Linked DNA regions of Drosophila melanogaster: region 2 is linked to region 1. Evidence: chromatin contacts called from public Hi-C data. All regions are on one chromosome and are shown on one strand. Each heading gives the region's core, a stretch centred on a gene start, on an enhancer-like site or on the middle of the called end of the contact. The rest is flanking DNA. Distances are from core to core; before and after follow the strand shown.

Region 1 (6,085 bases), core at 3,020-5,519:
GATTAAAAGCGCGACGCCAGGCTGGCTTCGCTCATTTATGGGTGTTGTTTTTCGCCGAGCTGCGCCCTTTACACGGATACACAGATACACACTCCCACACACACAGGCGCGCGTAAGCCGAGAATTTTCAGTGCGAAAAATATAGAACGCGAAACCCGTCGAACGTGGCAGGTATTCCCGGAAAATCAAGTGGATCGCGCACTCTGGCAGTTAATCGAATGCTTCGCTTGAATTTGCCCGCACATGCTGTCCCCTGACTTTTCTGGCAATTTTCACTGCATTTTCCGCTGCCCAGTACGTGCATCCGTTCGCGTTGACATCGGGGAAAAAACTCAGATACGATACTCTTTGGCGCTACCACGAGATAGCAGGGCTGCCGAAACATCGATTGCTGCATTATCGATTGTGCTTCGCAACATCATCGATTTGTTTCAGGCCAAAAACGTTATTATGTTATAATATATTTATAATAATTAATTAAGTATAAATTAAAGACTTAAATTAATTTTTAAATTGTAAACGTATTTTTCACAAATGTAAATGTACGATAGTACAAATTAGTTTAAATTATAGAGCATGGAGTGACCATCACTGATCGCGTTACCAACAATTTTTTTTAAATAAATTTGAGCTTGACATATTCGCGCTCTTGATCCTTATACAGTTAAAGCAAACAATTGATCAATTAAAAAATCATCATCTCAATTCTTTCGTAGTATTATTCATACAGACAATTATTTTATTACCAATTTTTCCCTTTTTAGTTTACACCTACGCCACTCAGTGTTATAATAAAATGTTTTGCAATTCAAGCACATATTTTATTGGTAAATATATATTTTCAGCAGTATAAACAGTGTCGGCCAGTGCCGGCCATTCATGAGATTTTAAACAAAAACTACTTACAAATGGGAAATTTGATGGCAAAAAAATCATCATATAATATAGGAAATCGTTAGTGCATTCACTTTTTGGCCTTGGCCTTAGACTTTGAAGCCGTGGAAGATGTAGCCTTTTTGGATCCACCAGACGCTTTTGACGTAGTTGTCCTCTTTTTGGCTTTGATCAAACTATCCAGCTCTAGGTTGTCCTTGTCCTCGTCTTCCTCTGATGATAAGTGGCCACCAGCTCCGTCCTCTTCGCCCGGACCCTCGTCCAAGTAATCGTCATCCGCTCCAGCAGCCTCTGATTTCTTCTTTTTGATGCCTGCTTGAGCGGAATAGGAGTATGCCATAACCTCCTTGTTGTAGGATCGCGTTAAAGCGGCTTTTACTCTCCCATCCACTGCGTCCAGTGGGGATTTCTTGCCGGGCCAGGATGTAAGCTCGACCAGCGAGTCCAGATCCTCACGGAGTAGATGGTAATCCTTCATAACGTCTAAAGCAGCGGGCACACCCTCCTGCCCATCCTTTGCAAGAGGTCGCACAATATTATCCAGAAGGAAGGGGGCGTAATCCAGCCTCACTGATAGCCTTGAGCCCGAGGTGCAGACCCTAGTATGATCATGCAGCTCCTGGGCCAGCCTGGCACGTTTTCCAGACTTGGAATTCTTGCCCAGCCACCCGGGAAAGTTAATCTGTCCAGTGAAGTGGCCACACATGTGCTCGCCAGGAAGGACCGAGCTGAAAAAGGCCTGAGTGGGTAGAAGACTCCAAGCAGAATTCGCACGAATACGCTTTTCAACAAGGTCACCCAAGCTTAGGGCATCTGCCGTAGCTGCCACCTTTGCCAGGACATCCTTTCTGCAAAGAGTGAAGTTGGTGAATGGGTACGCCCTTGGCTTAGGTAAACTAGACTTACTTGTTTCCCTGTGGTAGGACCTGCAGATAGTTTTGCTGCACAAAGAGCGGGGCCAGGCTGTAGTCGTGAAAGAAAAGGTCGCTCTTGTCGGCAAAAGACATGTGTTTGTGCTCGTCCGCGGTGAAGACTTTTCGCACCACCTCCCAGGGTCCCAGCTTCAGATCCTTGGTGGCAACCTGCTGCCCTGACTTTTGGGAAGCGTCTTCCTTGGCGCTCAGCAGGGCAATGTGGTTAATGGATTGCCGAATATCGTTGTTGGTAGCCGCTATGATTTCTTCCACTTTGGCCGGTGATATCTTTACTTTTTCCTTAAAGCAGATGCTCATTATTTTCCCTTTGATTTGCTCGAGGCGAGGCCTCTGAAATCGCAGATCGTAGCAATAGTTAACCAGGGATCGAATTTTTGGATGGTTGCGATCATTACACATGCAAATAATTGGAATAGAGCTATCCTTGATCAAGGCAATCAGCTCCTGCATTCCACCACGGTCCTCGTTACCGGCCATGCCATCAACTTCGTCCATTATGAGCACATGCTTGCGGGAGACCGCTTGGCCTTGCCCTGTAAAGTAACCGGAGAGGGATTTGTTGCTCAGCAGCGTGGACACTTCATCCTTGAGCAAGCGTTTGCTGCGTGTGTCGGAGGCGTTGAACTCCACCGCATCGAAGCCAAGCTCCTTCACTACCAGAGTCGCCGTCGTGGTCTTTCCTATTCCAGGGGGTCCCGAAAGTAGGGCCGCCTTGTAGAAGCTGCCGTCGTCGTTCTTGGCCCAAGGATTGGGCCGTTGGGGCTTCTTGTTTCCATCATGGTTAACATACCACTTGGACAACCAGTTCATCAGCCTAGGAAAATTAAAATAATGTAAAACTTTAACCCTCTCCTGTTTGGCTTTCAGTTTCAAATTGTGACTGTATAATAAATATATAACTTTGAAAGTGGAAGCTACCATTTATACATTTAGGTTACTCACTTGGTCACGTTGCTGGCGGCTCCTGCCTGGCCAACGATTTCTTTTATGCTCGTAGGCTTGTGCTTGTCCACCCAGGCCATCCCGACCACATCCAGAGTCTTCAGATCGGCAGTTCTTGGCGACGGAGGGTGTTCTTTCTGGGAGCTGGGCTCTTTTTTTACTTTCAAGGTAACAGCTGGTACATCATTAAGCTTATCCTTCGTCTCCTTCGGGGAAGTGTGTTCTTCCTTGACTTTATGTTTGGCGATATCATGCTTCTCGCCATATTTCAGTTTAGTGGCTTCCTTCTCCTTTTTATCACTGGACCTTCTAGAAGTCTTGACTTCCTTTTTCCCTTTCTCCTCGGAGCTGTGCTCCTTCTTCGGGCTTTTCTTCTCTTCCTTTACCTGCTTAGCGATTCCTGATTTCTCCCTGATTAGATCGAAGAGCCCGTCCTCGCTGAGAATGGGTATATTGAGTTCCTCAGCCACAGCTAATTTCTTTGGTCCAGCCTCTTCTCCTACGACCAGATACTTGAGTTTCTTTCCAACCACGGTCATCACCTTTCCGCCATACTCCTTGATCACGGACTCCGCCTCCTCTCGTTCCATGGACTCGAGGACTCCGGTTACGACAAAGGTTAAGCCACTCAGACAATCCGGGGATCCCTTTGGAATTTCTTTGCTGCCGGGGTTCAGGCACGAACTGCGGTTTTTGTACTTCTGGTAGAGCACGGCGGAAGCACGTTTACGCTCGTGGCGTTCCTCGTCTGTTAGGACACTGGATTCTAGATCTGCCGCAGGTTTCTCCTTCTTCACACGCGGAGTGGTGGCTTTGGATTTTGTTGACTTGGGTTTTGGCGGTTCCGGGCTGCTGTTCTTTGCTCTTTTAGGCGAGGGAGAGCTCCTGGTTATCGAGTGAACCTTTTTTTCGGGGGCAGCCTCTTTGATACTCTCGTCCAGATCAACTTCCATTAAACTCCGGTCAATGTCTTCGTTCTCGAACTCGAGAACAGCTTTGGTCTTCGGCTTGGGCACAATCACCCGTTTGGTTTCTCCACCGAAAAGCTCCGTAGGATCTACGTGCCGCTTAAGCTTGGAGAGCGCTGGTTTCTGCCCGTTCCTGGCCTTCTTCGCAATCGGTTCCGGTGTGGCGGCCACCACATCATCCTCGCTGGATGCTGTCTTCGAAGCCTTGCGTTTCTTGGTCTCCGGCGGACTGACCACCTCGTCCTCGTCGCTGGAAATTATCACGGCTTTCCTGCGTTTTGGCGCCTTCGACGGCGTCTCTCCATTTTCGGCCTCGGCACTTTTCGCCTTGGCCGGCAGCCGTTTGAAAAAGGAGTCAATGCCCTGGAACAAATGATTTTGTTAAATTGATGTTTTCACCTAGTGCCTGACTGTCTCTACACAACTTACGCGTTGCATTACGGCAGGAATTAATTATTATAAAATTAATGCTGCGAGCTTCAGAATACGGAACAGTGTTACCAGACACGAAATCCCCAGTGTAACCGCGTCGGTGACGATTGAAAAAAACTAGTATAAGTATTTTAAAGAATCAAAAGCACTGAACGTTATCGATAGCTCACTAAATGTGTGTCAAGATACAAAAGGTATAAAGTCGTCTGGGCAGCAAAAAAAAATTCGCAACGGTGAATTGCGAATGAAAAGGAAATAGAATTTATTGTTTTAAGCACGTACAGAAAAGAAAAAAGTCAATTTTATGAAAGAGGCACAAAAACTGGAAAGAAATTAAATGAACATAACACTTGTTGTGTTATTAAATATGATAAATAACCAATAAATCAATTTTGTCATTCTCTGTCACTGTAGCGAGGAATTGAAAAGTATTTTCCACTTTACATTCAGTTGGTTATCTAATCCAGTTGTAATCGATATTCCAACAAAAAAGTTCGGACGGCAACGGGCTGCACGTTGCAAATCTTAAAACTGATAAATCTATTGTTTATATATTTCTTTGTCTTTGATGACTTTGATTTCGTGAACCGTGTTATAATTTTATTTACATGAATGTTAATTTCACCAATTTTTTACTTCAAGTGCAGATCTACAGATCATATCGCATGCGATTTTCGATGTATTTAGCGAATACATCTTTAGCGGAGACATCCTTCACATATATGTATATTTGTTTTTAGCGAAGGCACCCTCCTGATATAAGGTTTTTGTCTTTGATAGAAATCAGAGGGGCTGTAAAATTTTCAAATGCTGAGCTCAATTTTTTGCCGAATACTTAATTACTATTTTATTTAGTTATTTTTATTTTATTATTTAGCTTCAACATATATTCTCTTTTAAATAGTTTGTTGTTCAATGTACAATTGTACACAGACCTGACACAATAGGGTGGCGAAAATAAAGGCGACTTCAGGAATAGAAGGAAGCGTTGAGATATAAAATAATTATTCATATTTCTGTCACGCTTCGAATACCATTATATACCTAAAATTAAGTTACCTTTCAACTGGCTACTCTTATAATCGTATTTTCAACATTATTGACTTATACCCATTACTCGAGGAGTAAAAGGGTATACCACATTTATACTATATATACTATAAACTAAATTTTTGAAGAATTTGATATTTTTTCATAATTTCATAAGTCATGTAAAGTTCTATCGATCTAAATTTGTATCCAAAGCCGCACAAAACTGCCACGCCCACTTTTGAAAACTTAAGATTTTTCTTCGTTTTATTATTTGCCTTGCCAATTTGAATTATTTCAATCAATTATGAAATTTGCGCGTCCGCATTCACTCTAGCTGAGTTACGGGTATCTGAAAGTCGGGGAACTCGACTATAGTATTCTCTGTTTTTTTTTTTTCTCAAAATGCGTTTAATTGGAAGACTGCAATAAAAGGTTTTTGATTTATTTTTTATTACAGTATGAATATGTTCTATATTTGTATAATTGAGCCGGTGCTTACGAAGTAGTCTAGAATGAGCATTTGATATTATTAGTATTACAAGTGGCTAATGCTTAATGCATTATGTACATATGTATTTTGGGCAGAGAAGCCGCTGCTGCTGCTGTTAACATTCGTATTATCCTGGCTTATAAGCCAAGATGATGGGCTTGGGCGTTTCGAACGCCATCACTATGCGAGTAGACTAAGATCCGGAGCAGGAAATGCCAGCCAGTTCGCGATTAGTCTATTAAAGCATATTTGGGCCGAGGCCAATGGGAACTTGGGTCATTTTGGCTAAAAGTTAAATGGTATAAACTAAGCATTATATTTTACACCTGCAGATATACTTTAGGTAACTGCCAACAGGACACTCACCTGTCGAGGGTCTAGTGTCGGTGTTT
Region 2 (6,345 bases), core at 2,292-4,791, 55 kb before region 1:
CTTAAAACCGTAACGAGGCGAGCCGCGTTTACCTGTTTTCGTGAAAATGTCTCCGTCGCTAATTAAAAATGTGTGTGGCGCTTTAATTGTCCATTAGAGTGAGATAATAGTTGTGTGCTTATACGGCGAGAACAGAAATTAGATAGCCCTGACTCTTGGAATACCCTGTTCAGCGTAATACCCCTCAATTTGAAATCTATATCAGGGAGAAAAATGTCCAATACTCGGACTTCTTTTAGCCAGAGCTCTTAATTATAGAATTCTTATCCATTCTTTCATGTTTGCCGACTAATATCATTCAGTGTGTAAATTGAACTCACAGCCCAAGTGATTGGTTGTTTACCTCCCCCCAGCCAACTACCCACTGACTAAGCTTGCAATGTTCCCCTAGACTTGTAGAATGTTTGCTTATAAGCAGTGGATTTAAATGCACAGTTCAGATGGAGAACTAAAAATACTATTACCTGTTGTTCATCGAATCACTTTCCTCGCGCCTAATATGAATTATTTATGGGCTACTCAACTGAACGGGTTCCAACATAGATCCACTGAGTTCTAAATGAAAGTTCACCAGGAAGAGCAACCTACTGGGATTTGTTAACAAGCCAGACAGTTGGCAACCAGCTTACTAATCATACTCATCCATATTTTTTCTCTGTGTGCCAGGTACTTAGGTTTGCGGAGAACTATGGCACCATACTTTGCCCTGCGATCGGAACATACTGAACTCTTAAACTGTTTACAATGGCCCTGAACACAAACAAATAGAGTAATGGGGAAGTATCGGGGAACTCGATGGGAAGTCTTATTTGTCATACAAAGGCCTCTGCGCCGATTCTAAAGCCCGTTGTCACGTCTATGTAGCTCTGAATGCGGGTAGAGGTGGTTATAAATACATCTCAATGTGTAAATGTGTCTTCACAAAAGACGGCTGCGAATAATGACAGCGCTTAGTGAAATGCGAAGAGGAGGAAGCAGAATACATTCAAAGTCTTATTGTTTTATTTCCGAATTGTTGTTCTCAGCGATTTCCACCTCACTAAGTATTTCGCTTGGCCATACGAATGCCTTAATTATCCAAGTGACTAAGCATATATGGAAAGGTGTTGGGGTGAGCTCAGAAGATGTCAAAAACCAAAACCTATGGCAAATTCCACTCATTAATAGTAAACACACTTTGCAGGAACTTAGATCAACGCAATCCACCAGCAAACCAGTTATCCCAGACACTTCCAGACTCCACTCGGAACCACTTTCAATTCGCACTTGATTAAGATTCGCTTGCTCCTCAGCTTCCTTGTGACCCAGAAATGTGTCATTCAACCGACCGAGCAGCGCAAAGGGACGACTGCATTCACAGTCGAGTGGTTTTTGGTTAACGTTGACGTTGACCCAGTCATCAATCCACCTTGACCTTGGCTGCGAATCTCCACACGCAGCCCAGTGGAGCTGACAAACTGGTAGGGACTGCTGTTCTGCATCTACCCTGCTTTCTTGAGCTAAATTTTTTGGGCATATTTATAAACTGATTCGCTGCTATATTGTTATTATTGTTAGTATTATCACAGCATCAGAATTGAGCAATAGTTGGCCTGACAATTTTAGTAACAAAGTTCGCAGGGCACATTCTATCACTTTGCCCTAGACAACAAATCTAAGTTATTTGCTATTTTATCTGTAAAATATAGAATATCTGTAAAATAAAGAAGAAAAATATTATATTTATGTAAAAAGTATTATGTATGTAAAGTAAAAAGTCATCTAGAATATTATTATTGTTTGTAATGTAAAGTGCCTATAGTTAATAATCTTGAAATCACCACAATTTGATATGGCACTTACTATGACTAACAGTATATAAAGACAAGTGCTCTAGAAATTTAAGCATGTGAAACAGTAGTGTGAAACTGCATGCTAAACTGTAGTGGGCTCTAAGAATGTGGTCTATATTTTAACGTACTGACTTTTTATACACAAACTAACTAGTGTAAATGTGTAATTGTAAGACCAATTCATATTCTTTCAAGCAATTCATTTCGCACTGCATACTTTTAGGCGCCGCCCCTACAGTGAAGGGCGCACGAAGTTGGCATACTGCCACCACTGTACATATTCATGGCCACTCTGTGCTTGACTCATTCATTATTGGTCTTATTTTTCATTCCATTTTCTTTGATCAAAAATAAATATAAATGGAAAAAACAAATTTTAATTTCAGTGTGGCAACATAAGAATGTTAAAAAAGCCACTGATACTTCTTTAAAGTTTATTATAAAATAATATTATTTACTTTGTCCGATGGTAAGCAAAACATATACTCAATTAGGCGCAGAATGTAATATTTCGTGTCTTCTACTCTTAGAGTAAGTAATTATCTACATGTTAGTTAGTTAGTTAAGCGCTAGTTAAACGCATAAGATATGATTTGTGCGTAAGCGTTCGGCATTTCATTAAACTATAATCGTATATGATTTTTAAGTGGACACTAAAAAGTCAAGTGTATAAGTCAATATAAAACTATGTTTAGACAAATTAGTTATATATTTAACTTCTTATTTGTTCTCGTAATTTGGAGCACTCCCGCACGAATCACGAGGCCCTTCCACCTCCAGTTTACAATTTAAATGCAAAACAGACAATGGTCAATAACCGGAATCGTTCCCAACAGTACACAAAGATCCCCGAAAGGTTTTGAAAGACAATTGCATTTCGTTTGGGGGCAAGTCACCATACCATCAATACCTCAACGCGCTGAGCAAATACACGTTTCTGAATTATTAGGGTTAACACACTCTGTGACTGGCTCAGTGCATGCTTTGTTATGTATGGATGGATGGATGGATGGATGGATGAATGGATGATGAGTGCCCAAAGCAGATTTGCCACCCGCCTCTTGGAAAGCTCGTGGTTCTAATCGCACCGCTTGACCTTTTGGCCACAAGTGGAAGTGCGGCCCACGAAGGGCTGAAAGGCAGCATAACAAAGAAATTCATCGCAATACTGGGCTAATACCGGCTTGTAGAACCGCTAATGATGGCAAGTCGCTCGGATGATTCATGACAGCCTCATTACCAGGCTGCAATCGCGGCTGTGGGAGGTTAGGCTCCGAGTCAGAGACCCTTTACACTTAACCTTCGGGCCTGCGGCCCCGGCAAAATTACTACCCGCAAATGTACACCGAGAAAAATCGTGAGGTAATGTAGTATTAGGTATTGGGCTATATTATCAAAACGGGAATGCAATCTGCGGGTAGTAAGAGCAGGGATATCCCATTTCATCCCATAGGCATAAATACTTACTTAAATCCAACATTTTTGGAAATATCTTTCAGACCTAAACCCAAACTCTAAATGCGTGTTTATATGTTATATGGAACTCAAAGCTTAAGGTCCCAGCCGACGGACTGTCTGCCCCACCGATTTCTGGGGTGTGGCAAGAAGGCCTGTTGTTCGGTTTCCCTTCGCCATCTCTTTCGCTGCATTTTCGCCAGCGCTTTCGAGCTTCTGGCTGGTTAAAATGGCTTGGACCAACGCAGGCCGAGCTCATTCCTCAGCCGAGTCGCGTGAAAGTTGGACGCAAAGTAAGCGCAGAGACGAAGAAAGCAGAAGACAGCAGACAGTCGGATTCTTTATTCAAGAACAAACAGTGAACTGGTTGGGGATTGGCTGTGTGACCCACTTCCAGACCGAGACCGAAGACAGAATTTCGGCCCCAAAGTGAAACCCAATCGCAGCTCGTACTTGGGCGCTTTAAATTCTATCCCGACTTTTTCACTTTCGCTCGTAAAGAGCGCGGGCTGCGTCATCTGGGCGAAATTAGCATATCCATATCCAAAAGCTGCTAATCAATTACGAAACTAGAAAAGTGAAACACAGAGTCCATCTTAGCCAACTTCCGTTTACTTGTACTTTCATGCAGACGAACCCGAAAAATGAGCGGAAAGATGGTCTTCATTGTGCTCGTCGCCGTGTTGGGCTCCACTTTTGCCCAGGAGCAGCGTAAGTAGTGATCAAATACTCGAAGTGTGATAAGTGATACCTATTTGGCTGAGCTTTCTAAGTTACATCACTTGCGACGACGACTTTAACTTTCCAGCCGGTCCTTGGACACGTCCACCGACCAACTTGGCCCAAGTGGCCTATGCATTTGGCAACAGCTAATTGCCCACCCTCAAAAGACGTGCTCCGGCAACAAAGAAAGTCGACTTGCGACGGATCTGGTCGGGTAGGTTCCAGAATGGCAATTGATGGCCACGATAACCTCGGTTAATAGTTCTGGCTTTGCAGTCACTTACCCGGTTCCATAAAGATCCCACTTAATGGGATTGACCTTGATTCAGTACTTTGCCGGCTAGCCTCTAAAAAACTCTACGTTCAAGTGCTCCGATTGTGCCATAATTTCTAAGAAATGCTCTGTACCAATCACAAGAGGTTTCTAACTCACATTGAGGGCACACTGTTTGGGAAACCTTCCCCCGAAACCCGTCATTATTATTAGTTTTCACACATCCCTCCCCACCACAACTTCGATAATTAACCCGGCCATAAACCTGTCGCCGGTTTTGTCCCACCCCATCGCATCCCAGCGATTCATAGTTCAGTCCGAACATGTTCGCAACGATCGTTGTGAGATCGGCAAGATAATTGTGAACTTGAACCCACGTCAACTGACGCATTCACCTGGGACATGGGAATCGCAATTACGGGAGGAAAGCGAATCTTCATTTTCATTGTGAGCCCTGTTGATTAATTCACTGGCCTCCGCCAGACAATGACATCCACGAACATGCAAAACATCACACATACATACACAGACCATTGCATTCGAAATGGACTCATTGTCTCACCACCCTCGAATTGGCCTTTCCAGCCTACTACCTGCAACAGTGCCCACGGGACGAGGCCCAGATAAACGAATGCCTTCGCGAAAGTGGCAACAAGCTGGTGCACTACCTGCAGAAGGGAGTGCCGGAGTTGGACATCTATGAGGTGAGCTGAAGATATGTTAAGACTCCAGACAACACGTTACTGCACTTTGAAAATATTAAATTAATTAAGAGCAAAAAGAGATAGTTTTATTCTTACCCTAATGGCTACATATTCAGATCGCCCTGTAACTTATTTCTGCCAACAGATCGAACCCGTGATGATTGATGAAATCGGCATTGTGTTGGGCAGTGGTCCGGATGGCTACCGCGCACTTTTCCGGAACATTCAGGCCTACGGTGTGAGCAATATCACAGTGACCAACATCCGGTGAGTCGTGCACATCCTTACAGCTAAGATGCTATGAAAGGTTTAATACATTGCGAAATAAATCAAAGGTCGGGTTCGAAATACTAAATAGTTTTAAATAATGAGTGTGCAATGCTACAAGTTGGCTATATACATATGTATATTATTTATATTTATATTCATAGTCTACTAAAATATGTAAGTCAATCGTAACTAAGCTAATCGATTTAGGAATTCGGTTGGATGCACATTTAGTGTCTTGTATACCTGGGCCCGTTTCGCCAGTTCACGATACAGAACTTCGATTCCCTGTAATTATAATTTAATTTGCTGCTCATTTGCCTAACTGCCCAGTCCATCGGTCAGTGAGTCAATCAGTCAGTTGGCCACTCAATCCGCCTCCCCAGCACGCGATCTCCACTTAGCATTTTGTCAACATTGTGGGGGCTCATTTGAATGAGCGCAGTTTGCAATGATTTGACGGGGTTTGCCAAAGCCTCGTGAATACCTCGTAGCTCATGGTCTTGATTTATGGACAAAACGTTTGGCACACGATGCGATGGGAAATCGATTGAGCAATAACCGATTTGCATTTCAGTGGTTCCTTAACTTGCTTGAGCGTTTTATGTTTGCCCAGACCAATTTGCATTTGCCCGGGGCTTTTATTGAAGTATATTTTAGACGCGTAATTATCTGCGACAAGGTGTTTGCCCACCTTAGCTGGTTTCACTTATTCTCAAATGGGCTTAAATGAGAAATCAGGGAAATAGGGCCCGTGGATTATCTGGAAAAGTGGTTCGCTGGAAATTCATTTTTATTGGTAATAGCCTGCCTACTTATGCAATTCATTGGGAGTTTTGTGGAGTCGGGAAATTAATCCGTGGGCAGCTTTGGGATGATACATTATCTTAGCTAATAACGATTGGTTAATCTGAATCAATTCGACGGCGAATTAAAGGTTTTGTGTCAAAAAATTTGATTCGTGCAGAGCAATTAAAGTGCATTTGTGATATTCTTAGCATAGTCGTATTACTTATGCACCTTTAGTTTCTCGGTGTTATAAGAACCACAATTAAATAAATGCCAACAGCAAAAGAATTAAAAATTAAAA

Evidence for each region. Hi-C and Micro-C count contacts between places; a contact is called where the count stands out from the background.
Region 2: a contact with region 1 is called in a Hi-C map of the Kc167 cell line, with 4 times the contacts expected there. The contact joins the promoter of Jhbp2 here to the promoter of Gnf1 in region 1. A contact is called at or near these places in 1 of 1 datasets of contacts at CTCF or cohesin (the Kc167 cell line), 13 of 107 Hi-C or Micro-C datasets (the Clone 8 cell line, the Kc167 cell line, the S2 cell line and 6 more) and 3 of 6 datasets of contacts at active chromatin or transcription factors (the Kc167 cell line and the S2 cell line).

Annotation. Positions count from the first base shown.
Region 1 is chr3R:4,904,806-4,910,890 of dm6, reverse strand. It overlaps Gnf1 (Germ line transcription factor 1), which reads right to left and starts at 4,269. Exons shown (of 4, transcript NM_079505.3): 1 at 4,169-4,269; 2 at 2,772-4,102; 3 at 1,801-2,643; 4 at 810-1,742. The coding sequence starts at 4,177. The coding sequence ends at 965. Cdep (Chondrocyte-derived ezrin-like domain containing protein) reads right to left here and starts at 339. Exons shown (of 13, transcript NM_169022.2): 1 at 1-339.
Region 2 is chr3R:4,958,547-4,964,891 of dm6, reverse strand. It overlaps Jhbp2 (Juvenile hormone binding protein 2), which reads left to right and starts at 3,541. Exons shown (of 7, transcript NM_141251.3): 1 at 3,541-3,580; 2 at 3,919-3,998; 3 at 4,870-4,988; 4 at 5,134-5,255. The coding sequence starts at 3,932.